Linked DNA regions of Mus musculus: regions 1, 2, 3, 4 and 6 are each linked to region 5. Evidence: chromatin contacts called from public Micro-C and promoter capture Hi-C data. All regions are on one chromosome and are shown on one strand. Each heading gives the region's core, a stretch centred on a gene start, on an enhancer-like site or on the middle of the called end of the contact. The rest is flanking DNA. Distances are from core to core; before and after follow the strand shown.

Evidence for each region. Promoter capture Hi-C pulls out the DNA fragments that hold promoters and counts their contacts. A called contact is a pair of places that touch in the nucleus more often than the background predicts.
Region 1: a contact with region 5 is called in a Micro-C map of embryonic stem cells, with 4 times the contacts expected there. The contact joins the enhancer-like site here to the promoter of Cdyl2 in region 5. A contact is called at or near these places in 3 of 39 promoter capture datasets (the 3T3-L1 cell line, hippocampal neurons and liver) and 1 of 484 Hi-C or Micro-C datasets (embryonic stem cells).
Region 2: a promoter capture Hi-C map of hippocampal neurons shows a contact between it and region 5, with 3 times the contacts expected there. The contact joins the enhancer-like site here to the promoter of Cdyl2 in region 5. A contact is called at or near these places in 3 of 39 promoter capture datasets (embryonic stem cells, hippocampal neurons and liver).
Region 3: a promoter capture Hi-C map of liver shows a contact between it and region 5, with 4 times the contacts expected there. The contact joins the enhancer-like site here to the promoter of Cdyl2 in region 5. A contact is called at or near these places in 5 of 39 promoter capture datasets (hippocampal neurons, liver, pre-B cells and 1 more) and 1 of 9 other capture datasets (embryonic stem cells).
Region 4: a contact with region 5 is called in a promoter capture Hi-C map of liver, with 6 times the contacts expected there. The contact joins the enhancer-like site here to the promoter of Cdyl2 in region 5. A contact is called at or near these places in 4 of 39 promoter capture datasets (cranial neural crest, hippocampal neurons, liver and 1 more).
Region 6: a contact with region 5 is called in a promoter capture Hi-C map of pre-B cells, with 4 times the contacts expected there. The contact joins the enhancer-like site here to the promoter of Cdyl2 in region 5. A contact is called at or near these places in 5 of 39 promoter capture datasets (the 3T3-L1 cell line, hippocampal neurons, liver and 1 more) and 1 of 115 datasets of contacts at active chromatin or transcription factors (large pre-B cells).

The regions. Positions count from the first base shown.
Region 1 is chr8:115,009,606-115,013,032 of GRCm38.p6, reverse strand. The region is part of intron 8 of Wwox (WW domain-containing oxidoreductase); the gene reads right to left. Among named protein-coding and RNA genes, the nearest start is that of Gm39257, 50 kb to the right of the region's middle. Within about 2 kb of position 2,147, at least 24 of the 459 cell types and tissues checked have an H3K27ac peak or open chromatin away from gene starts, as enhancers often do. A contact at or near this core is called in embryonic stem cells, where this site is marked.
Region 2 is chr8:115,158,080-115,161,691 of GRCm38.p6, reverse strand. All of the region lies in intron 8 of Wwox (WW domain-containing oxidoreductase), which reads right to left. Among named protein-coding and RNA genes, the nearest start is that of Gm39257, 200 kb to the right of the region's middle. Within about 2 kb of position 1,596, at least 143 of the 459 cell types and tissues checked have an H3K27ac peak or open chromatin away from gene starts, as enhancers often do. A contact at or near this core is called in hippocampal neurons and liver, where this site is marked.
Region 3 is chr8:114,749,474-114,753,199 of GRCm38.p6, reverse strand. The region is part of intron 8 of Wwox (WW domain-containing oxidoreductase); the gene reads right to left. Among named protein-coding and RNA genes, the nearest start is that of Gm16118, 43 kb to the right of the region's middle. Within about 2 kb of position 1,274, at least 8 of the 459 cell types and tissues checked have an H3K27ac peak or open chromatin away from gene starts, as enhancers often do. A contact at or near this core is called in liver, where this site is marked.
Region 4 is chr8:114,772,480-114,776,265 of GRCm38.p6, reverse strand. All of the region lies in intron 8 of Wwox (WW domain-containing oxidoreductase), which reads right to left. Among named protein-coding and RNA genes, the nearest start is that of Gm16118, 66 kb to the right of the region's middle. Within about 2 kb of position 1,960, at least 58 of the 459 cell types and tissues checked have an H3K27ac peak or open chromatin away from gene starts, as enhancers often do. A contact at or near this core is called in liver, where this site is marked.
Region 5 is chr8:116,730,886-116,734,511 of GRCm38.p6, reverse strand. It overlaps Cdyl2 (chromodomain protein, Y chromosome-like 2), which reads left to right and starts at 1,521. Exons shown (of 7, transcript NM_029441.3): 1 at 1,521-1,714. The coding sequence starts at 1,691.
Region 6 is chr8:115,232,288-115,235,625 of GRCm38.p6, reverse strand. The region is part of intron 8 of Wwox (WW domain-containing oxidoreductase); the gene reads right to left. Among named protein-coding and RNA genes, the nearest start is that of Gm39257, 270 kb to the right of the region's middle. Within about 2 kb of position 1,360, at least 74 of the 459 cell types and tissues checked have an H3K27ac peak or open chromatin away from gene starts, as enhancers often do. A contact at or near this core is called in pre-B cells, where this site is marked.

The DNA of each region.
Region 1 (3,427 bases), core at 898-3,397, 1.7 Mb after region 5:
TCTCCAAACGTTGTTGGCACATAGTGTGGGCCATATTTAATGGGGGGGGGGTACAGAAAGGGGTCTAGAGCATAATGACATGCTGGAATATGTTTCTTAGTAGTAGTCATGTGCTAATCTGTGGCACACAGTAGGACCTCTGTGAATAGGATTTACTATAATAAATTTTATCAGTATGAACTCATATTCCAGTAGCAGTTGAGAGTGCCCGGAGCAGTGCTAGACAAATATTGGAGGTTCCCTAGATTGCAAGAAGCAGTAATACTGACAGAGATGTCAGATCTTTCTGCACAGGTCTTCCTCGTCCCCCAGCTCAGCTTCCTCCACATGCAGAGTCACTTCCAGTTTTGCATCCCATATTTTCAGTCCCCTCACCCCTCCCCGACCCTCATGTCCATCTAAGGCCCTTGTCTTGGAGGATGATCTTTAGTGTCATCCTCTTTGCACCATGTGACAGGCGACAGGAGCCGGGCCTTGGGAGTTCCCAGGCCCCATGGGGTGTTCAGATTGGATTAGCTGGCATCCTTCTTTGCGTCTGTCACTTGCTGCCTCTTCTGTTGTTGGCAGGGGTGTCATTAAGGCCTCATGGCCTGAGGAGTTAATAGAGACACTCAGGGTTCTCAGTCACCAGTGCCTGCAGCAATCTGCACCTATTGATACCTGGCAGCTAATTCCCCTTCATGACCTGACACCTTCACTGTGGCTCTGTCCCCCGTTGTCAGCAGTCCACGACCTCAGTCTCACAGATACAACCCCAAAGCCGACTCCTGACAAGGAGGCAGGGGTGGGCCTGCCCCTGACCTGCAGAAGCACCCTTGCCTCTACCTGGATACGGTTCCTCTGTGTTTCTCTCTCATCCCACAACAGGAGGTGCTTCCAGTCCTGGGGTCTCCCTGTCCTTAAATTAGACAGAGGTGTGGTAGAGGGATAGTGAAGATCAGAGGTGGGACCTAGAGACCTAGAGATTACATACCTGTGCTGAAGCCGTGCTGACCCTGCCTAGGGCTTCCTCGGTGAGTTTCGGGGACCCTTCCTCTCCTTACCGCCATCATATCTTGCCTCCAAAGCCTCCTCTGATGCCATTTCTAAAGAGCTCTGAAGCCAGAGGCCAGTGATGGAAAGCCGGGAAAGAAAGGACTGGAATTAAGGTCGCCGTTGGATCCAGACATTTAGAGACTAGGCTGGATACTACGAGACGTGGTCTCAGAATCCCAAAAGGAACTAGAAAATGAAATAAAAATGCCCAGTTCAGAAGCAGGAAATCTAGACTGAAGGGCTGGGGGCATGGGTTCTCCTGGAAAGCATGTGTTGAGGAATTGTGAGGGTGTGAGTTTGGAACCTCAGCATCTACATAACAGCTGGGCGTGGCGGTGCACCCCAGGATCCCTCCAGTGCCAGTGGGGCAGACAGGTGGATCCCAGGGGCTCACTTGGTAGCCAGTCTAGCTGAAGGCATGGGATCCAGGGTTAGTGAGAGATTCTATCTCAAAAACCAAGGTCAAAATGACAGAGGGAGACACTCAATAATGATGTTGATCTCTTGCTTACACACACACACACACACACACACACACACACACACACACACACACGCACGCACACACAGCCACACTGCAGCTATCTTAAACTGTGAGACAACGCTTCTTTCTCCTAGGGGATTCATATCAGCCTGGGCTCAGCTAACTTGAACTGTGTGCATTTGCACGGGTGTGTGTACATTTATCTAAGTTCCTCAAATTCGTGGGCCATAGCTGTGTTCTCAAACATGAGCTACCACACCTCCGCTGAGGCTGCCGTTAAAATGTTGTTGGAGTGGACCACGTTCAAGTTGTTTTGTGTCATTCCGTAGACGGATGAGAGAGACCCTTCCCTGTCCGCAGAGTCTGGGGATGGTGAGTTTGCAGACATGACTGCAGTTACATTTTTTTGTTTTGTTTTGTTTTGCTTTGTTTTGGTTTGGTTTGGTTTTTTTTTTTTTTCTGCTTAAGGAACGGCTTGCCTTGTTTCAGGACGGTGGGATATGGCAGGATTCTGTATTCACGCAATAAGTTCCTCCTCTACGCCCTGATGAGCGCCCCCCACCCCATCCCCATCCCAGTGCCTGGCAGTTCCAGCTGTGGGATGCAAACATCTGCTGGGCATCATAAAGACACTCTATACACTTCCAGCCAAGCCCTGACCTTGTGACCATTTCCACCATTAGATTTGAATGACCTCAGCAGCCGGGCTGAAAGGCCCGCCCGAGTATTAATTCACGGAACCACAAGCTCAATTTAAGATTTAATTTGAGATAACGAAGAGCTACTGAAAGTGTATTCAAACTTCTAAGCATGTCGTGGACAGTCTCTCCCTGTTTTTTTCAAGTTGAATATGAATCCGGGATTTGCTTTAGCGGGTCTGTTTACACATTTACAAACAAAGGGGGCTCAGAAGGGGCTTCTTCCTCTTTTCCTGGGTTCTTTGTGCTGTGGCTGTTGTTTTAATGGCAGCCTCGGAGGAGGTCCCCTTAGCATCCTTTCCTTTTCTCCTTTCTCCTTTACAAATGGCTGCCCTTGCCTTTAAGGATTACCCTTGAATTCCATTACATTCCTGAAGAGAAAGCAGGCTTCCCAAGGAATCTTGCCCCCAACCTTCCCTCAGAGTCCAATCTAAACAGGAGGAAGTGTCTGGGTTCAGCTGAGACAGTGTTTCTTGAAAGCTGCCTGCTATGTAGCTCTCGGAAATTTAAAAAAAAAAAAAAAAAAAAAGGGTGTGTGGGGATTCCAAGCCTCGTGCTGGCCATTTGGTGCCTCTTGGTTCTGGTGAATGTCTAAATTCTGAAGATTTTAGCCCTAACATATTTAAGATTTCTGGCCGGAGACGGGGATTTGACTTGGTTTCATCAGAATTTTCCATGCTTGGCAGTTGGCTCTAATATGGAAACCTCTAGCTAGAGTGGGGGATGGTTTGTTTCAGGCTGAAGAGTCAAAATCTAGGATGCTGCTGCATCTGGCACAAGGCTGGGCTGGGCTTTTTTTTTTTTTTTTTTTTTTTTTTTTTGCAGTGTCTCAAGGAGTCAGCCCAGCTTTGGAATCAGAGGCTTGAAGGATGAGCAGGGTTGTTCAGCAGGGAAGGCCAAGCATGGGAAGCCAAGTTCAAAACCCGTTACCCACTTGAAAAGTAAGCACGGACCTGTAACCTCAGCACAGGAGAGGCACTGGGTCTTTCTGCTGAATCTGGCTTCAGGGTCTGGCTGAGCTCCTGTTCCAGGAGAACGGGGTGAACTGAGATAAGGCAGGACACCTGGCATGCTCACCTGGCCTCTACATGCATGCACCTGCACACATATGTGTCCACATACCAAACACCCTCAGACATGGGCTTCAGGTGTTAGGTCAACAACAGATGCAGCTAGGTCCTAGCAACCTTAATCCATAGAAGAGAGGTCT
Region 2 (3,612 bases), core at 347-2,846, 1.6 Mb after region 5:
ATGTTCACCGGCCCATGCTGTCCTTTGCTGGGTGGGTTATAATAGAAACCAGTAAAGCTAAGTAGAGGTGGGGGGGGGGGTGGGGGAGGGCAGAGTGCCGAGGAGGGCTGCCTTTAACCGCAGTTTTGTCTGCCCCTGAGTACTTTTCAGCACCATTCCTACACCCCTGGGCCAATGGAAAATGAGAAAGAGTCAAAGCCGGACTGGCAGACATGAATGGATTCTCTGTTAACCCCGGGAATTCTTCTTGAAGGAGAATCCAGGATTCTGGTTTATGATTTTTGTGTTGCCAGACACTTTAATTGATTTGTTAATGAGCCCCAAAGTCTCAAGACTTCTGTGAGCGAAAGGCAGTTTGGAGTGAACGCTATGTTACAGTTGAGGTAGTAGGTACTGTTCAAACAGCTCTTGCTTTGAAGGCGTGGTCCCAAAATAATACTCAGAGGTGGAGCTTCGGAAAATAATTGGATCATTAACGGCTCTGGCTGGCTTAATCATCAGGCTAATTCACTGATCGATTCATACTTTGACAACTTTATGGGGAAGCAAAAGAGACTAGAAGATTAGACCTACTTGGGCTAGGCAGATACTAGGGAGCATGGCTTTGAAGGTCACACCCTGACTCTGACCCCTGTCCCAGCGCCATCCCCCGTCTTGCTGCTTCCTGACCTCCATGAAGTGAGCAGCCCTGACCCTGAGGTGGCAGCTAGAAGCTAGCTGAGTCACCCTGGGTTAGCACTGGGACCCGGTCAAACAAAATCAGGGTCCTTATCTCTTAGAAGGATCTGCTATGGGGACAAAGAGGATGCAGACCACAGACACCCAGATGGCTTACAAAATGCAGCTACAAGTTCTTCAATAGTCTTCCCACCAGGAAGTAGAGCCTTATGTCCCCCTGCATTGAATCCCAGTGTGCCAGGGATGGTAAACTCACTATAAGGTCTCCTCATATGGTGAGAGGAAGTGGCTTCCTGTGATGTCCAAGGTCAGTCGGAGAAGACCTTGCCATGGCAGCTATGAGGTGTACGCCCTACAAGATCCAACCTCTCTAAGACCACCACGCTAAAGAAGCCAGAGGCGGAGCCCCCCACTTAGCCACTCATGCAGTAAGAAAGGTAATTATGGGCTAGCCCACCCACCAATCACCCCGTGACCTTTGCCCCATAGCCAACAGATTGAGAGACAAAGCAATCCCTACCCCCCCCCCCAAAAAATTGAGCCAGAAAATGATGGGATTTAATAAAAACAAAAACAAAAAAATGCATTGGTTGTTGTCTACTAGTAGCACGTGGGGCGCTTTGTAACTCGGGAACAGATAAATGACAGGGGCCAGACTCCAGGGATGTCGAGATAAAATGAAACCATATACACTACATTCCCAGTACACAGCGGGCTCTCGGCAGCGGCGGATGTCAGATCACGTCCCATTCCTGGTGACAATAGACTTGATTGCCTTTCAGTTTCACTGCCTATTTTTATACTGTGCGACGCTAAATCGTAAATTACAAGCAGCTTAGCAGCCTCTGATTCCTACCCAGCACTCTGGGTTTTATTGGGCTCTCAAAGTTAGAGAAAGGCGCACATGGAAATTGGAGCGGCTCCTCTGCTCTCCTCTAGGGGCTCTGGAAGGAGGTTCTTCAGCCGGAAACTCCTAGCTTCTGACCGTGCTTCGTGCCCCCCCACCCCCACCCCTCAACTTCCACTCCCCGGTGGCAGGCACACCACGGTGAACAGGGGGCTTTCTGCCGGGAAGTTTGCAAGCGTTTTTTCTGAGCAGTATTGGTTTTCTTTTTTCTAGCCGGCGTAGATTTGTGAGCTGCAATGTGTTCCTGCAGGAAGGAGGCAAGCAGCCTCCCTTGGCAAGTCTCACCATGAAGTTATTTCTCGGATCCGCATCTAGAATTGGTTGTATAACTTGGTGATTGCCAGAAAGCATTTGGGAGCCAGATGGGTCTTGGCATGAACCCTGGCTCTTTTCCTTCCAGATGGAGAGAACTTGGGGGCAGATTTTTGTTAAAAAAAAAAAAACAAAACAAAACAAAAGGAAAAAAACCTCAGTTTACACTTTTGAGAAATGGGACTAATCATAGTGCCCTCTGGTAGTGCATTTGGGAAGCCTCAACTAGGTAAATACTCGAGGCCCTGCTCGAAGTCGGAGCTCACAGTCATTTTTCTGCTAACAGGAATCCTCATCGCTGGAGGCTACCCCGGCGAAAGTTGTTGGACTTGGCTCAGAAAAGCATAAGACGCCTGTGAGATTAGAAATTCGGATACAGAACGAACAGCATGCTGGTGTATACTAGACACTCCGGAAGCCCGGTGGCCTGCTACCGAACGCATTTGCTGCTACTTCTCGTAAAGCACGCCCCCCCCCGTTTTCCTGAGACCCCCCCTCTGCGGGATAGATGATGGCCATTGGTATTTACAATGAAGAGCAATCATTCAGCGTCTGGATGGAGGGCTCACCCAAGAGCTGCTAAACAGAAAGCTCTCATCTCTGTTTTCTCATCTTTAATACAAACTCCCATCCTCCATCTCCCTTCCTCCAGCCTCCAGCCTAATTCTGAACACCCCCACCCCCACCCCCACCCCCGGTAATGAACATTAGCTGGGAGGATGCTCTGGAAAAGCCGAGCTGGAAAAAGTTTCTCTGGAGCCCCACTGCCGCAGTCATTACATAACCAGCTCCCTCCAGCAGCAGCCTGAGGTTCGCTGTGGAGATGCTTCCATTTGTAGCCTCTCCAAGTTCCTCTGGTGCAGCGGCCCCCTCCTTCCAAGTCCCTTCCCCTCCTCTCTCTTCATGCCTGAGGTCTGGCTCCACTGGAAGCCACCCCCCCCACACACACACACACGCCACTCGCTCATTTTTTTCCACATAATATACTGCAGTTTATTACATAAGTGATTTATTGCATGCGTCTTAATGTATAAGGGGCAAAAAGTTGTTTAAAATAAATCCAACTGAGAGGATAATCTCTGTGGGCAAAATGTACTTGGACTTAATTTCTCTACTGGGTATTATACACTATATAATTGCCTTAAACAGAAGCTGCACACACAAATTTAGCTTGGCACCGATATCTGGCTACACGGAACACTCAAGTTACACGCTGGGTTTTTCTACAAATCCTTTGCTCCCCCGGAAGAAAACTCAACAGCATCCCTTAAAGAAATATTCAGCCTGACTCTCCCGCTGAGATTGGGAGGGGGAGGGTAGAAGAGCAGCCCATTGTATCCTGGATGGAAGGGGTGGGAGGCCTTTGTCTTGAGAGAGAGGGCAAGGCTGCCAGCTTGTCACTGGGCAGATCTGGTTCCTGGAATTCTGTAGCCCCCTCACTGGCCCTGGACATGGGATATGCACTTAATTAAAGTTGATGGTGGCTTGCCCTTCTTTCTCCTACAGATTAATTAATTAATGTATTCATTGACTCCCTCATGCATTTATTCATTCTACAAATACTCTCTGAGCTGCTCTTGAGCCCTTGGGCGGTGGTGGGTCCTGGGAATAGGAGAGTGAGCCACACACTGTTCCTGCCCACACCTAATGAGGAGACAGGCCGTACGTAATTAAGCTGTCCTACCACACACCTTAAGTGTGACAGGACAGGCTGT
Region 3 (3,726 bases), core at 25-2,524, 2.0 Mb after region 5:
CTTCACGCTCAAGAACGCGGCTTTCAGAATAGAATGGCCATTGTGAGCACAGTCACTTGCTCCTGAGGATCTCGGGTCTATTCCCTGCAGCTCGTTTTCGGCAGGAGACTGATGGGAAGGTGAGAAGCTGCCCCCGGGAGCTCAGCCTGCATCCGCTCTCGGTCTCCATGCAAACACCATTGTTTCCCAGCCTGATTATTATTAAATTGTAATGTGGACCCAGCCTCTGCTTAAGCACCCGCGATGATTAGACTACAAGTCAATTGTGGGTAACACGCAGATATAAATGCGGCTAATAAGTTTTACTGTAATGATTAATCAATTTATGAATACATTATTTAAGCTAATAGCTCAGGTAGGGTATCTTAAACAAGTTACAGAGCGCATCGACCAATTCAAACTCCAGCTGCCGGATCAATAACAAACTGTAAGTAAACTCTGGGGGGGTAAGCACACTAGCAAAAAAACAAAAAAAAAAAAAAAAAAAACAAAAAAAAAAACAAAAAAAAAACGCAAACAAAAGAGTCTTAGAGGAAGAATGAAGAAAACATACAATACTTTCAATTTGAAGACAGATGCACAATACTTTAACATATGCCAAAGATTAAAGGGAAAAGATTACAAAATTATATCACTGCAAATTTTGTTGCTGTGACAAATTAAAAGCAGTTCATACCAGAAACACACACAGGTGCAGACCGGTGAGCACACAGGCACCATGCATTGACAGTGATGTTGATTCTTTAAAGTAATGAAGCCTTGGGCTCATGTCACTGTCTGTTTATCTATAGCTGTCCCTTTAATGGGAAAGGAAAAAAAAAGTATGCTCAAAAAGTAGGACCAGCAAATTTTACTGAACGGGAGCCATCTTCCAGCACAGTCAAGGGACACCTGCTCTTCTCCAGCCAGACATCTCCCCTGGTGCCAACCAACCACAGCGAGTTTTGTAACAAAGCAAACCTTTATATCATAATGCTGTCCCATAACTTTTTTTTAAATTAGGGCTAATTAATGTGAGTTTAATAAATAAACCAAAAAGGGCCTTAATTTCCAAAGGTGGGCTATTTCATCAGAGCTTCAAGCGATGGTGCATTTTAAAAAATTAATTAGTATCTTGTGCGATCGGCCACACGTTATTGAATAAGTAACAGCGGCTAAGTGAAACAGATGAAATATTGGTAAGCGATGCAGCCACAGTATAAGTATGTGCAGTGGGTCAGAGGTTAATCCCTATTGATTTTCCAAGTCTGCGTACAGCACCGCTGGGAAAGACCGGTTCAGTTGGCAATCAGCTAGCACAAATACATTATAAATCTTACTGTCCGCCTCCACTGACCACTGTCACTTACTTCAGTTGCTAAAGACCATTAAAAAAAAAAAACTACCCAAAAGGGGAGAGGAGGAATTCTACCCACTTTAAACAAAAAAGTAAACCTTGAGGGAGTCCCCGATACTGGACAAAACTTTTGGGGTGAGCATTGCTCAACACAGAGGCCCCTCTTCCCGTGGAGCTGGCTTCTCTCCCGGAAGGCAGAAACTACTATGTCATGCTCTTCAGGATAAATCCATTTCAAAGAGTCAACACAGACTATTGTTCCCTTAAGCTTCGACAGCAAACTCAAAGGAATTCCAAAATGCCTTTCCCATTTGAAGGTCTGGAGAGAAAGGGAAGAAGCCGGATCTTTTCATTGGGATTGTTTAAAGCACCTACAGGTTGGTTTTGCACTATAGAGCTCAACCTTTGAGCTACTAAACATGAAGCTGAATGCGAAGCCCTTCCCACGCAGGGAGACGCACTTCTAGGTGCTATTTTTATAAAGTGGTCCCCAACACGCGTAAGCTTCATTCCCTGCAGACTTAAGACACCCGCCCCCATCTCTGGAAATAACTTGACCACATGTATAGTTATGACTTCCCTTCTTTACTGAGACCGTATCATGGATCTTCTGTGTACCTGGCACTCTTGATAGATTCAGGATATGGATGAACAAGATGGGTCCTCCCCACCCCATCCACAAAGAGAGAGAGAGAGAGAGAGAGAGAGAGAGAGAGAGAGAGAGAGAGAGAGAGAGAGAGAGAGAGAGAGAGAGATACAACACAGTCCCGGGAAGTGTGTTGGTGCTGGCAGGCAGTCTGTCATTTACCAATGGTGTGACATCCAGCTGGCCATCAGACCTCCCTGAAACTTAATTTCCTTGCTTACAAGTGTACAGCAATACTATTATTTGCAACTTAAAAAAACTTAAAAGCACTTGATACAGGGATAAATATTCAGGGAGTGTTGGTTATTAAAAAGTTATTTGATGCCGAGCAAGAACATGAGTGAAGTTTTTCGACCTCTTCTTTGTAGGTGGGATTGTGACATTGTGGGGTACGAAGTGGCAGAATATCCATTGTCCCATGCCACACGGGCAGAGGTCTCCTGTCCCCCAGGTCACCACTTCTGAGAAACAGCATGGTGAAGGACATGCTTGCAAATTACTCTGTGGAGCTTTTTAAAAGTGCCCTCAAAAAGCATAAGGAAGCAAACTGTTATCAGAAATGCAGATGTTGGCTGGCTCAGCGTGAACCAGGCCAGGAGACATGGAGAACTCTTTGGGTAAAGATTGGGTCCTTTCTGCATGGAGACTGCAGGATTTTACTTTAAGACTCAAGCCCTAAAAGGATGCATGGGGAAAGGTTCACGGGTAGGTGTTATATCTACATACAAATGCAGCTTTGTTGGCATTTCCATGGCATGTGTGTACGTGCACACACACACACACACACACACACACACACACACACACACTGCAATCTACGCATACCCTCTGCTCTAAGCAGAAGATATGACATTCTTGAAATGGCTAGAGTATTTTAGGGGGAAACTCTTATCTTCATCTTTTTCAGAACTCTATCAGCTAGCTTCAGTGTACTCTTGTGTTAATGTTGGAATGCATTTGAGGGGGAAAATAAAGCTTTCAAGACCTTTAAATTGAGGGTTGGGGGCTGGGGACAACTGTCCTGAGTTAATGACAAATCACACCCAGCAAAATCTCCCCCAAAGCAATTCTCTCCGCCATTTTATGCCATGACCCTATTCCTTACAGAAGCTTGCCTTTGATGGTGTCCAGGTCTCCTGGGGGAAGTGTTTCAAGTTTTTCGGGGTAGATAGGGCAGAATCACAAACAGACCTGGAAAGACTACCAAGTCTATCTACAATCCCCGAGGCTCCAGGCTGATCTCAATTGCTAGCTTTCATCAGTTGGAAAAATCTTAAGGGCACATAGGGCTCCGGAAACCTACTTACTTATTTACAAATTAAGAGCATGGATCATTCTGTTGGCTTCTGTCTCTAGGCATGGCCTAGAGTCACAATGATGCTCATCTTTTAAAAACGGGATACATTTTATTTATTTATTTATTTATTTATTTATTTATTTACTAGCTTAGACTTAGTGAAGATTGTGTGTGTGTGTATGTATGTATGTGTGTGTTGTGCATGTGTGACACATATACAACACACACACACACACACACACACAGAGAGAGAGAGAGAGAGAGAGAGAGAGAGAGAGAGAGACTTTCTTCTAAGATCCAATCAAATTGCAATGTCTTTACCTTGAACCAACTGAAAGGCTCATGTGAAGAACTGGCTGTGTAAGTCTACCCTTTTCTTACAGCTTGCCTGGGTTTCTGTACTGGGTACCTCCTGATGTGCTGGTCTGGTCTCTGTGAAGAAGTCTT
Region 4 (3,786 bases), core at 711-3,210, 2.0 Mb after region 5:
ATACCCACACATAGGCACATATATGTGCACATACTTAAAAGTTAAATAAGTATTTTTAAATGAGAAAAAAATCGCAATCTTCTTGTGAATTATTTGCTATCATTACAAAGGCAAAAACAATATTGATTCATCAAGCTGAGACTGCTCTCTCTCTCTCTAGGCAGCCCACAGAGGAGGAGGAAGAAGAAGAGGAGGAGGAGGAGGAGGAGCAGCAGCAGGAGCAGCAGCAGCAGCAGCAGCAGCCGCCTCCTCCGCCATCACCTCCGTGCATCATGTCTCAATTCCATGACACCACATGCGGTTTCTGCATGCTTTCCACATGCAGTATCAGGAGACATCATTTGTGCAGGCTTGACTAGGGAGGGACAGGACCACGGCAGGATGCTGGTGCAGCCCCAGATAGGATGTCCACTGAAACACAGATGCCATGTGCCTGTTTCCTCAAGGATAAGGGACCCGATGTGACCCGCTGGGGGCTTGTTTGCAGGGATCTGCAAAACCTCACATCAGAGACACACAGATTTAATGAGCTGAGCACACTAGCCATCTTCCAAAGCACTCCCAGGAGAGGGTGCAGCTGGGACACATCTACAAGACGGGAACCAGAGTACCCTGGCACTTGTCCGAGACGGGGCCTGTTGGTTGCCTTTGCCAGTTGTATCTGTGCCCCCCCCCCCCCCACGATGGTCAGTTGCTCTAAATAAATATCCGTGGTTCCTGGGCATAACTCAGACTTTGCATTTAAAATTAGATCTATAGTGGCTTGGCCAAAATTTGTGTGTGAGTGTGTGTGTGCACTCGAGAGTGTGCGTGTGTGCGTGCATGCGCGCGATGGGTATGTAGCTGCCTGCAGAGGCCAGAGGAGCATGTCAGAGTTCTTGGAGCTAGAGTTACAGGTGGTTATGTGCTGCCTACTACGGGAGCTGGAAAGCAAACGTGGGTCATTTAAAAGAAGAGCAATGAGCACTCTTGATGCTGAGCCACCTCTCCCGTCTTTGCTTTTTCTTCAGTACGGTTTTATATTTGTGTGCATTTGTAGTGTGTATATGTATGCGTGTGCACGTGATGTTCACACCAATTCCCCACAGAGTCAACATTAGATGTCTTCCTCTACTACTCTCTATACATGCCTTCCCCTACCCCTTTGATTCAGTATGCGCCATTTCAGCTCAGTTGGCTGCCAGGGACCCTAGGATCTGTCTCTATCTCTACCTAGGTTTCCTCAGCTGGAGCCAAGTGCTCAGCCTTCTTAAGTGGGTTCTGGAGATCTGACCTCAGGTTCTCATGCTTATTCAGCAAACAATTTACCTGCTGAGCCACCTCCCCAATCCTTTCAAAATTAATTTATATTCAGATATTATTACCGTTACTTGTTCCTTTAAACAGAGCAGCACACAGAGAAATCGCTAGTGTTCTCTTCTATCAGAACACGGGCTGGTCCAGCCTACACATTTGCTCATGGTTGGGTGGACAGGTAGCAAGCAATGCTATCTGGGCTGACCTCTTCATCTGAGATCACCTTGTCTTCGTTAGAAGAATCTTGCTTCTCCTGTGTGTTCCACAGTGGTACAGAACAGACAGGGCCCGAGTCTTACTGTAGAACAGGCCTCTGGTAAGTTATAATTAATCAGCTTCAACCTTCTAACAGGAGCCAGCTGGTGAACGTGACATTGCTGGAACTGGACAGGTGTGGCAGTGAGACACACGGTCCCTTGCCGGTCACAGGGTATTCCAGTAGGTGGGTAGGACTGGGGAGATTCTGAGCGCCCACCTCTGAGGACTGGACAGAGTAAAATAAAAAAAGAGTGAAAGATTCCCTTTCATTTTTTTCTTCTTCTCTTTCTCAGGTTAATATGAAATTTTAGGAGCACAGGAGCGAGACTTCCGGCTCGACAGAGCGGCTAAGTCACCGAGCCGACTTTTCTCTGAAGCAAAAGCGATGTACAATGTTGATGTGTGCCAAGAACTCACTTGGGCATGGGGCCAAGAGAATGCGGCCTGTCAGTCGTCCGTGGGGGAACGAGAGAGCAGGGAGTCCAAGCACATTTGGAGAGATGCCTTACAGTTCTGAGGCAGCCTTTTCACGTCCACAGAAGCCCTGCCCCCCCCCCCCCCACCCAAACTCGAAACCTCTTGTTTCTGGCTCTGGGAGGCAGCTGTTGGCGAAGACATACCTCTTTGGCAAACCAACGTCATCCTCAAGCAGACCCTGTGGTGTGAGGGGTCTGGAAGGGGCCAGGCCAAGGTGGTAAACCTTCCTACCAGATCATCTCTTGTCTCTTGCATTCAGCCAAGGCAATGTGCTCTGCAGAGCCAACCCTTGCCTGTCTCAGAATCATGACTTGCTTGTGACTAAGTAGAGGCTGAATCGGCACCCTGATCCCCCACACCCCCCCACACCCCCCAGAGCCCTGGAGTCCCCTCCACACCCCCCCCCCAGCCCTGGAGTCCCCTCCACCCGCTCTTTACAAAATCAGTTCATCTGGGTAATTTTTAAAGCGCAGCACGTGGGCCAGCTGGAATTGTTTGCCTCTTCCTGGCCAAATGTTTGGGGCGCCTTCCAGCCTTCAGTCTACATGCTGTGTGTGTGTGCTAGCAAGATCTGGAAGGCACGTCCAGGACTGGGAAGGAGGGTGTTGCTGACCGCAGGACCCGCCAACTTCCCTAGGCAGGAATGAGAAAGAAGCCTGCTCTTTTTAGGCAAGCCACTGTCAGGCAACACTGTCAGGCAGTGATTCTCTGGGCTTGGATATTAATGCTCACATTCACTGGCTTCTGAGCTAAACCCCCCATCCCAGATCCTTAAAAAGAGAAGATGATTTTCCAGGGAAAGGAGTGTGTGTGTGTGTGTGTGTGTGTGTGTGTGTGTGTGTGTGTGTGTGTGTATGTGTGTGTGTGTGTGTGTGTGTGAGCTTATTTATGCTGCTCTTATCCAGAACAGGGCTGATAGGAAAGTCACTGGACAAGGGTCTGCCTGGCAGGATGCTGCCTGCCTTCCTTCTAGAAAGCAGGCTACTTAGATAAGGTGCAGTAGTGGCAGAAGTCGCCTTGAACACTTGGCAAGTGTGTTCATTTAGAAGGAAATAATACAAAGAGAAGGGCAGAATATTCTGTCTGCCTCCTCCCTCCAGCCACGGGGAAGGTAGATAATTAGACTTCATTTACAATCCAGAGCTTTCAAAAATAAGACCTGTGTTGGTTATTTATTTATTTATTTTTAAAGATCTTTTAACTTTGAAGTTCTGGAGATTGGGGCGGGAAGCTGCCTTGTGTGAAATGTGCCTGGCCTATTGTACTTGGGGGAGTCGGAAAAAAAAAAAAAAAAAAAAAAAAAAAACGGGGACAATAATAGCCCTTCACGGAGGAGACGGGATTGTGTTCAACACACCATTTATCTCCTTTTGGACACAAAAGCATATGTGCAAATATGTCCATTTATACATTCTTCTTCTGGGGGCCTGTGACTCTTCCAAGTCATTATTCATATTAATTAATGTGTGTTTGGTTTATAAACTGCTGGGCTTAAGAACTCAAGTTGAAATGTTCTAGGAAAGTCAATACCCCAGCACTGCCTGTGACAGGGTAGGGGTGAGGGGTGGGGGTGGAGCTAATGGGCTGGATCCAGCCTTCCAATAGGGTGACAGGAGCTTTACACATCTGGGACAAGGCAAAAGGCCCTGTGAAGGGCCTTATATTTGCTGTCTGGAGACCGGCATCCATTCTTCCACCCTCCTGGATCCACAGAGAGCTTCTCAGGATAAACTGGGTCATAGTTCATAAATTCTG
Region 5 (3,626 bases), core at 272-2,771:
TCACTCACTCGGTTCTGGATCAGTCTCCACCAGCCACTGTGGTAAAAGTTTGTGGCAGTCAGATAAGTCCTTGTCGTGCCCCTCTGCAGCAGGAGAGGCCAGGGGTTAGATTAAGATACAACTTAGCTTTACTGAGTTCCCTGGGGGATGGACAGGCCACATCACCACGGGTACCTGGATCCTCCACGGTGCTGCTTGTATATGGCCACCCATTTGGAAAGGAGAGCAGGTGATCTGCCCACCGTGCTGCAAACAGCAAACGACCAAAGGAGGATATGGTTCATATTCATTACATATTTGAATGTAAAAAAATTGAAAAAAAAATGACGAGGTGGACAGACATTTGGAGCCTGAGTCCCTTGTGTCCTTCTCCAATGTCAGAACACTCACCCCGGGATTCTGAGAGAGTTGTACTATTTTAAAAAGAGAAGCCTTTAGGTACAAAGGTGACCATACATACAGGATGCTTTTAGGAGGAGATAACTTTTTAGAAAGAGGTAACTCTACCTCTGTAGCCCAGCAGTAGAGGGAACTCCTGTTGAGACATTGAAGGAACCCTTCCTCTCTTCCCTAATGCGCATCTCCTCTTCCCTCTGGGATTCAAAGTCCAGTGTGGGCAGGGTCTCACTGGTGGCTGCAGACACTTGTAGTTGGGTGGACTTTGGGAAATGTTTGTTGATTAACTGATTGGATAGTGAGGCAAGAGAGCTTCCAGGGGAGGCCATGTCTGGCTCTAAAACACTTCGCAGGGTTTAGTGGTGACTGCCACTGTCCTGGCTCTCCTTGGAGCCTGTGGACCAGCCACTTCCTCTCTCCTCTCCTTGAAAACTCATCCTGGAAGCAAGGGGGCCCCTCAGCTCCGAGGGGCCAGTTTTCCTAAGAACGTGCCCAGTCCCCTCCCCGGGAAGGAGAAGAGTGGGGTACTCTGGAGCTAGAAGCAGGACTGAAGAGGGGCTCCCTTGCCTGAGACCTGCAGGTTGATACCTGCCTCTTGGCCGCCCCTTCGCAGCCCGGGCAGGTCATTCCGGGTGGGCACCTGGCCGGGTACTCTGGGGGCCTCGCGGCTGCGCGCGCGGCCGGGCTCGGGAGCGGTACCCGGGCTCGGCCCTCGGTGGCCGCCGCCCCCTCCGCCCCGGGGGCCGGGCCGGGCTCCCGGGAGGCGGGGACTCGCCCAGTGGCAGCAGCGTCCGGGCGGGCGGCGGGCGCGGGGCGGCTTCCTGCAGGCGGCGCCGGGGCGAGCCGAGCGCTACAGTCACCGGCCTCGGGACACGGGGGCCCGGGCGCTCAGGGGGCCGCGTCCGAGGCTCAGGGCGCGCTGCGCAGCCGTCGGTCGCCCCTGCCCGCGCTCGCGTGTCGCCGCGATTGCCGCGGCCGCCGCCGGTTACGCCAGCCCCGCCGCCGCCCGCTCCGATTCTGCGCACAGGCGGCCCCCAAGCCTGTCATTCTGCAAAAACACAGTTTACTCAACACGCCGCACACACTCGCGCGCACACACTCTCACACACACTCACACACAGACACGCGCGCGCGCGCGCACGCAAACACACACACATACACCACACACTTATACACACGCACGCACACACGCGCTCACGCGCGCGCGCAACCCGGGCCCCCCGCGCGCACACGCACGGGAGCGCGCGAGCGAGCAAGACGCGCACACCCGGCGAGCCAAGTTCCGCAGCCTGGCATGGCTTCTGGGGACCTTTACGAGGTACGGAGAAGCCGGGGCGCGGGCGGCGCCGGGGAACCGGGCCTGGCCGAGCTGGTGTGAGCGTAGTCCTGAGCCCGCGGGTGGTGGCGCCGGGGATTGGAGGGCGGCTGGGGGACTCGAGGGTGGCGGCGGACCCGAGGGTGGCGGCGGGGACCGGAGGGTGGCGGGGGCCGGGCGCGCCTCCCGCCGCCGCCTCCCGCGGCGCCCGCTCCCTCTTTCTCTTTCTCTCGCGCACACACTCTCTTACTCCATCTACTTTGCGGCCTTGGAGAGGGGAAGGAGGAAGCCGGGCGGAGCCGGGGCGGAGGGAGGGAAGGTAGCGGTCCCGGGGAGGTGCTTGCTCAGCCCCGACGAGCCGCCCCGAGTGTGGAAAAAAAAAGTACAGGTTAAAAAAAAAATTAAGGAAAAAGAAAAAAAAAGTCGCCGGGCGTGCGAGGGAATGCGGGGGGGCCCGCGCTGCGGACGGCCCAATTTAGGGGTCTTGAGCCCCCGGGGGTGCGCGGGTGTGGGTTGGGTGGGTGATCAAAGCGGAGCCAGGTTCCTAGGAAGGGGAATGAAAAGGACAAGAGTGTTGGGGCACGGGGGAGGGGGTGCCCTGGGGACACCACTCTTGCAGTTCCACAGGGGCCACTGAGTGCCTGCCCCCTCCCCCCACCTGCTGCCTAGTGTCCCCCTTCTCTGGACTCTGAAGCTCTCCTGGCAAGGGCTTGGGGGTTGGTCGCCTCTGCTGGTGTCATGCTTCCTAGGGTGAAAGAGGGGCTGCAGAGGGACCCTCCAGGTGGAAGGGAAGCTGGCCTGAAACTTGTATGTGGGTGGTCAGACTTGTCAGAGGACATGGGTGTGAATCCAGTTCCCAGAACTCCACTGGCACACTAAGGGGGTCATACTTGTCTCTAAGGTCACACAGGTAGTAGTGGGCACTGGATATTTTGAAATCGGTTCAAAATGTTGAAAGAAGGCGTCCATCTGTCATCTTTTGGACAAGAAATACCCACGGTCCCTGGGGAGAGAGGGCTTAGCTGGCCTCGGGACCACAACAGTTCTTGAGTGGGATTTGGACTCCTGGACAAATAAGAAGCCACCACTGATCCCAGGGGGAGTATGCCCTTCAAGAGGTGTTTGTTCTCACGAAAAGGGTCTGAATAAAGAAGCCAAAGGGCCTGGCCACCTTCTCCCAGGAGGCCTGCAGATACTGCAAGAAACCAGTGTCACACGGGTCAGGTTGAGTTTCCCACCCCTTTCCTCCAGTATGAACCAGCCACTACGGTTGGCTGTCATTCCGAAGGTTGTCTAAATTTCCATGCAGTCGTGGAACAGGTCGAGTTAGCATTTTGGGTTAAGAGACTGCAGTCGTAGTTCATCAACTGTAAGCTTTGTTCCCGGGGTCTTCCTGGAAGCCCAGGCTTCTCAGGAAGAAGGTTTACTGACTGGTGTGAGTGGAGAGTGGAGGACAGGCAGGTAGGCATCTCAGCTTCCTATGTATCCAGAGCTTTCTGGGTGATTCTGAGCTTGGTGGGGCCCGGTGATGGGTGACAAGCCATCAGGCTCAGGTGGGGCCCACGTTTTTAAAAAATGATATAAGTTGCCCTCTTCTTTATCCTATGGCCTTCCTTCTCTTTGTGCTGATGGAGAAGCCAGGGAGGGAGAGGAAATTGATGAGAAACTGACAGGATGTAGTACTCCGGGCCACCCAAACTCATCCATCTTTCCCCAAGATGGCAGAGCAGTCTCTGAAACCAAAAAGTTAAAACATAGTGAAACGAAAACCTTTGACCAAGTCCCCTGGACCCTGGCAGAAAGTGGATGCCATTTAGGAACAAAGCCAATCTTGTTGAGGTCATGGGATTTTTCTCACTGATGGTGAGTTGTCTCAGAGCAGCTGACATTGCTTGGGTGACAAGTGGCCTTGTTG
Region 6 (3,338 bases), core at 111-2,610, 1.5 Mb after region 5:
CCACAAGTGGAGACGTCCACACTGAAAAACAGACGTTGTTCTATCCGAGATTTTCAGTGAGCTGCTCTATCAAATGAGTAAGAGCATTCTTAGGTGGGCACCACTGAGTCAGGCACTAGAAGGTACCTTTCAGGTACTCCTTTGCAAAGGTCAAACATTTCCAGATTGTGCTATGACCTTTTGCCGGGTCATCTCAGGTTCCAGAAGCCAAGATCCTAGATTCCCACAACTCCTGATGTCTTCCCTCATGAAGATAGACCTACAGTGGGGAACAAAGAACTGTGCTCCTGAACCTATGGAAGAGCACAAATGTGATTCCAGACAGAAGCCTACTACTGAGGCCACAGTGAGCGTACAAATCAGTGTGTGCCTGAAAGCAGGAGATGAGGGGTTGAATGGGATTCGACGAGTTCTGCCATTGTTTTGTTATAGTGGGAGAAAATTCAAGTTCGAGGGCAGCATATTACAGAAATGATAAGCTGACATTTGGCACAACCAAATAAGACCTTAGGGAGCTCTTAGTGTATAACTGGGAACAATCCACAGCCCGTTCAAGACTTTCAGAGCAAGCAGTGGCCAGGACTCCTGAATCCTGAGGTCCACTGATGCACACGCCCCAGAACTTTGGTACTTGGTGGCTCCCTGCTCCACTATACTCTGCCTCTGCCTCTGTTTGCAGCAACTTCCCACAGAAAAGGTTCCTTCGCACAGCCTCTAGAGTGAGCTTCTAGTTTTTAGCACAGACTTCTGAATGGTTGAGAGCACTTCTCATTCCCAGACATGATTTTTTTATTTGTTTTCTCCTTTCCCAACTAAAAGAAAGTGCATTCCCCAAACCTCCACCCTGCCTCAAGGGTTTTGTCTAGCTGTTCCTTACTGAATATGATCTTGAATAAACACATATTAATGATCGAAGGGATGGGTGGGTGGATGGATGGATGATAGATGGATGGATGGATGGATGGATGGATGGATGGATGATGGATGGATGGATGGATGGTTGGGCTAGATGACCATGAACTGTGGTGTATGCCTCTAGACACCTGTGTACTATTTTATAGCAGAGAGAGAGAGAGAGAGAGAGAGAGAGAGAGAGAGAGAGAGGGAGGAATGTGTAAGGACAGCCTCCCATGAGGCTAGACTCATACCCTGACCCTGGCCCACTCAGACCCACCAAGTTAAGAAATAGCTCTTGATGTGCCTTCCAGTAACATTAATTGTTGGTCATAAAACTTCAAAGCAACAGATATTTATAGCTTGATTAGAGCCCTCTTTTTCCACAGACCCTCACCACAGCACTTTCCAGCTCAGTTCCCATGAGTGTACTGAAAACAGCCTCCTGCCCACTTCCTGTCGAAGCCAGTTCCTTAACCGCCCAGGTCCTGAGGCTGGCTGCCCCCTCCCTTTTGTTCCAGCGTGCAGTCTTTCGGTTTCTCTTGGGTTTTCTCGGTTGGTTTCTTACTTTTTTTAAAAATTTCTTCACTCCTTTTCTCAGGCACCCAGATCCCCTGCTGAACCACCCCCAGAGTCGGCATGTCAACAGGGGCCATCCAGTGAGTGCACGATGGTGCCCTTCTCAAAACAGCCTTCCAGGGGAAAACATGCTTTTTCTGTGAAGTTTCTCAGGGTCCTCCAGACTAAAATGGATAATGGGTTCACTCTTCCTGGAAGCTTGAGAGACCGGAAAAATACTGAGCTAGTGCGACAATTCAAAGATCCTAGCCAGAGGCAACCCCTAGTTTGAGTATAGAAAGGTGGAGTCCTACCATCGAGTGAGTGTGCTTGTGTGCCCTACCTTGCGTGTGTGTGAACTTCCAATGTCATTCTTTAGGCACTCATATATTCATGCTGTTTGGGAGTTTATTTTGTTGGGGGTGGGAGTGGGGGCTTTGTTTTGAGGCTGGGTCTCTCACTGAGTCCTGGGGCTCTTCAATTCTTCTATGCTAACCCACAAGCTCCAAGGATCCATTGGCCTCCACCTCCTCAACTTGGGACCATAAGCATCTGTCACCATCCCTGGCATTTTTTTTAAAAGCATGGGTCCTGAGATCAAATGCAGGTCTCCATGCTTACAAGGCATACTCTACAGATAGGGAAAGGGTCAGAAGCTAGAGAGATGGCTGGCTCAGAAGTTAAAAGTGCACACTGCTCTTGCAGAGGACCTGAGTTCGGCTCCCAGCAGCCACTGCAGGCAGCTCACAACCACCTGTAACTCCAGCTCCGGGAGTTCCATTGTCTCTGGCCTCTGAGAACACCTGTGCACACGTGCCTATCTCCCATAGGCATACATGTTGTTAGAAATAAAACAATTTAAGGTTAATAAGTCTGCTAGGCAGCTAGAACATGACAGAGACATCTCCTGTCTTCACCTTCCAGATGACTTCCTGAAAACGCGATTTTTGTGTGCACCTTGTACATTGAATTTTAGAAGGGTATGGGGGTGCCAAGCTAATTGGACTTGATCCCCTGGCTGATAGTGGTTATGTTCAGGATATGTTGAGTTCATCATGCTCGCTCCCCAAGTTTAGCATTAGGAAGAAAAGTAAACTGAAAAGCTACACAACACAGGGTCTCCTTTGAAGGGGGAAGGTAAACTGTGTGCCCATTCAGCTTTAAAAGGGAGCCTCATGGGCCTTCATTGCTGTCACTGTTCATTGGGGGGATTGTGGTGAATTCTCTTTGAATGTTGGGAGTTCAGCAGAGGGTAATCTCAGCAGCCCACAAGAGATACTAATTGTGGTGATTAATAAGTATTGTGTGGTTCTAAACATGGGCCACATGTTAGAGAAGTGATATACCCACAATTGGAGGACCCTCTCTGTAGATATTATCATCTGAGAAAAATGGAAACTAGAGTGGTCTCCACGAGACTGGGCTAGAAAAACAAAAACCCTTTTACTTTCGAAAAGAAACCCCCAGAGACAACACTGCATCCCTTGGTCTGATTCTGTAGCATCTACATAGGCTCAGAGGATGTTGGTGGCCTTGAGGTCAGCCTCTTCTTCAGTCTCTGATGGAAAGTGTTGCTGCTCATCAACCAGGCTTGCTCTGAGACCACACCCCAGTGCTTGGCTTACCCTGCCTTTGTTTCATGTGGACCTAAGACTCTAGGGGATAAGGGTATCAACTCAAATACAAGTCTACTGTGCATGGTGTGTTACAGGAAACAGCCATGGATGGTCATACCCTGCTACTCTCTACACCTTAAAATGTGCCACCCAAAAACTTTGAAAAGTAAGCCCAGGAGCTAACAGTGTTAGGGGACAGATAGAGTGATCCCATAAAAAGTTTTCTTCTTTCCACATCATCTGAGGAAGTCAGTGGTAGCTTCTAGTGGG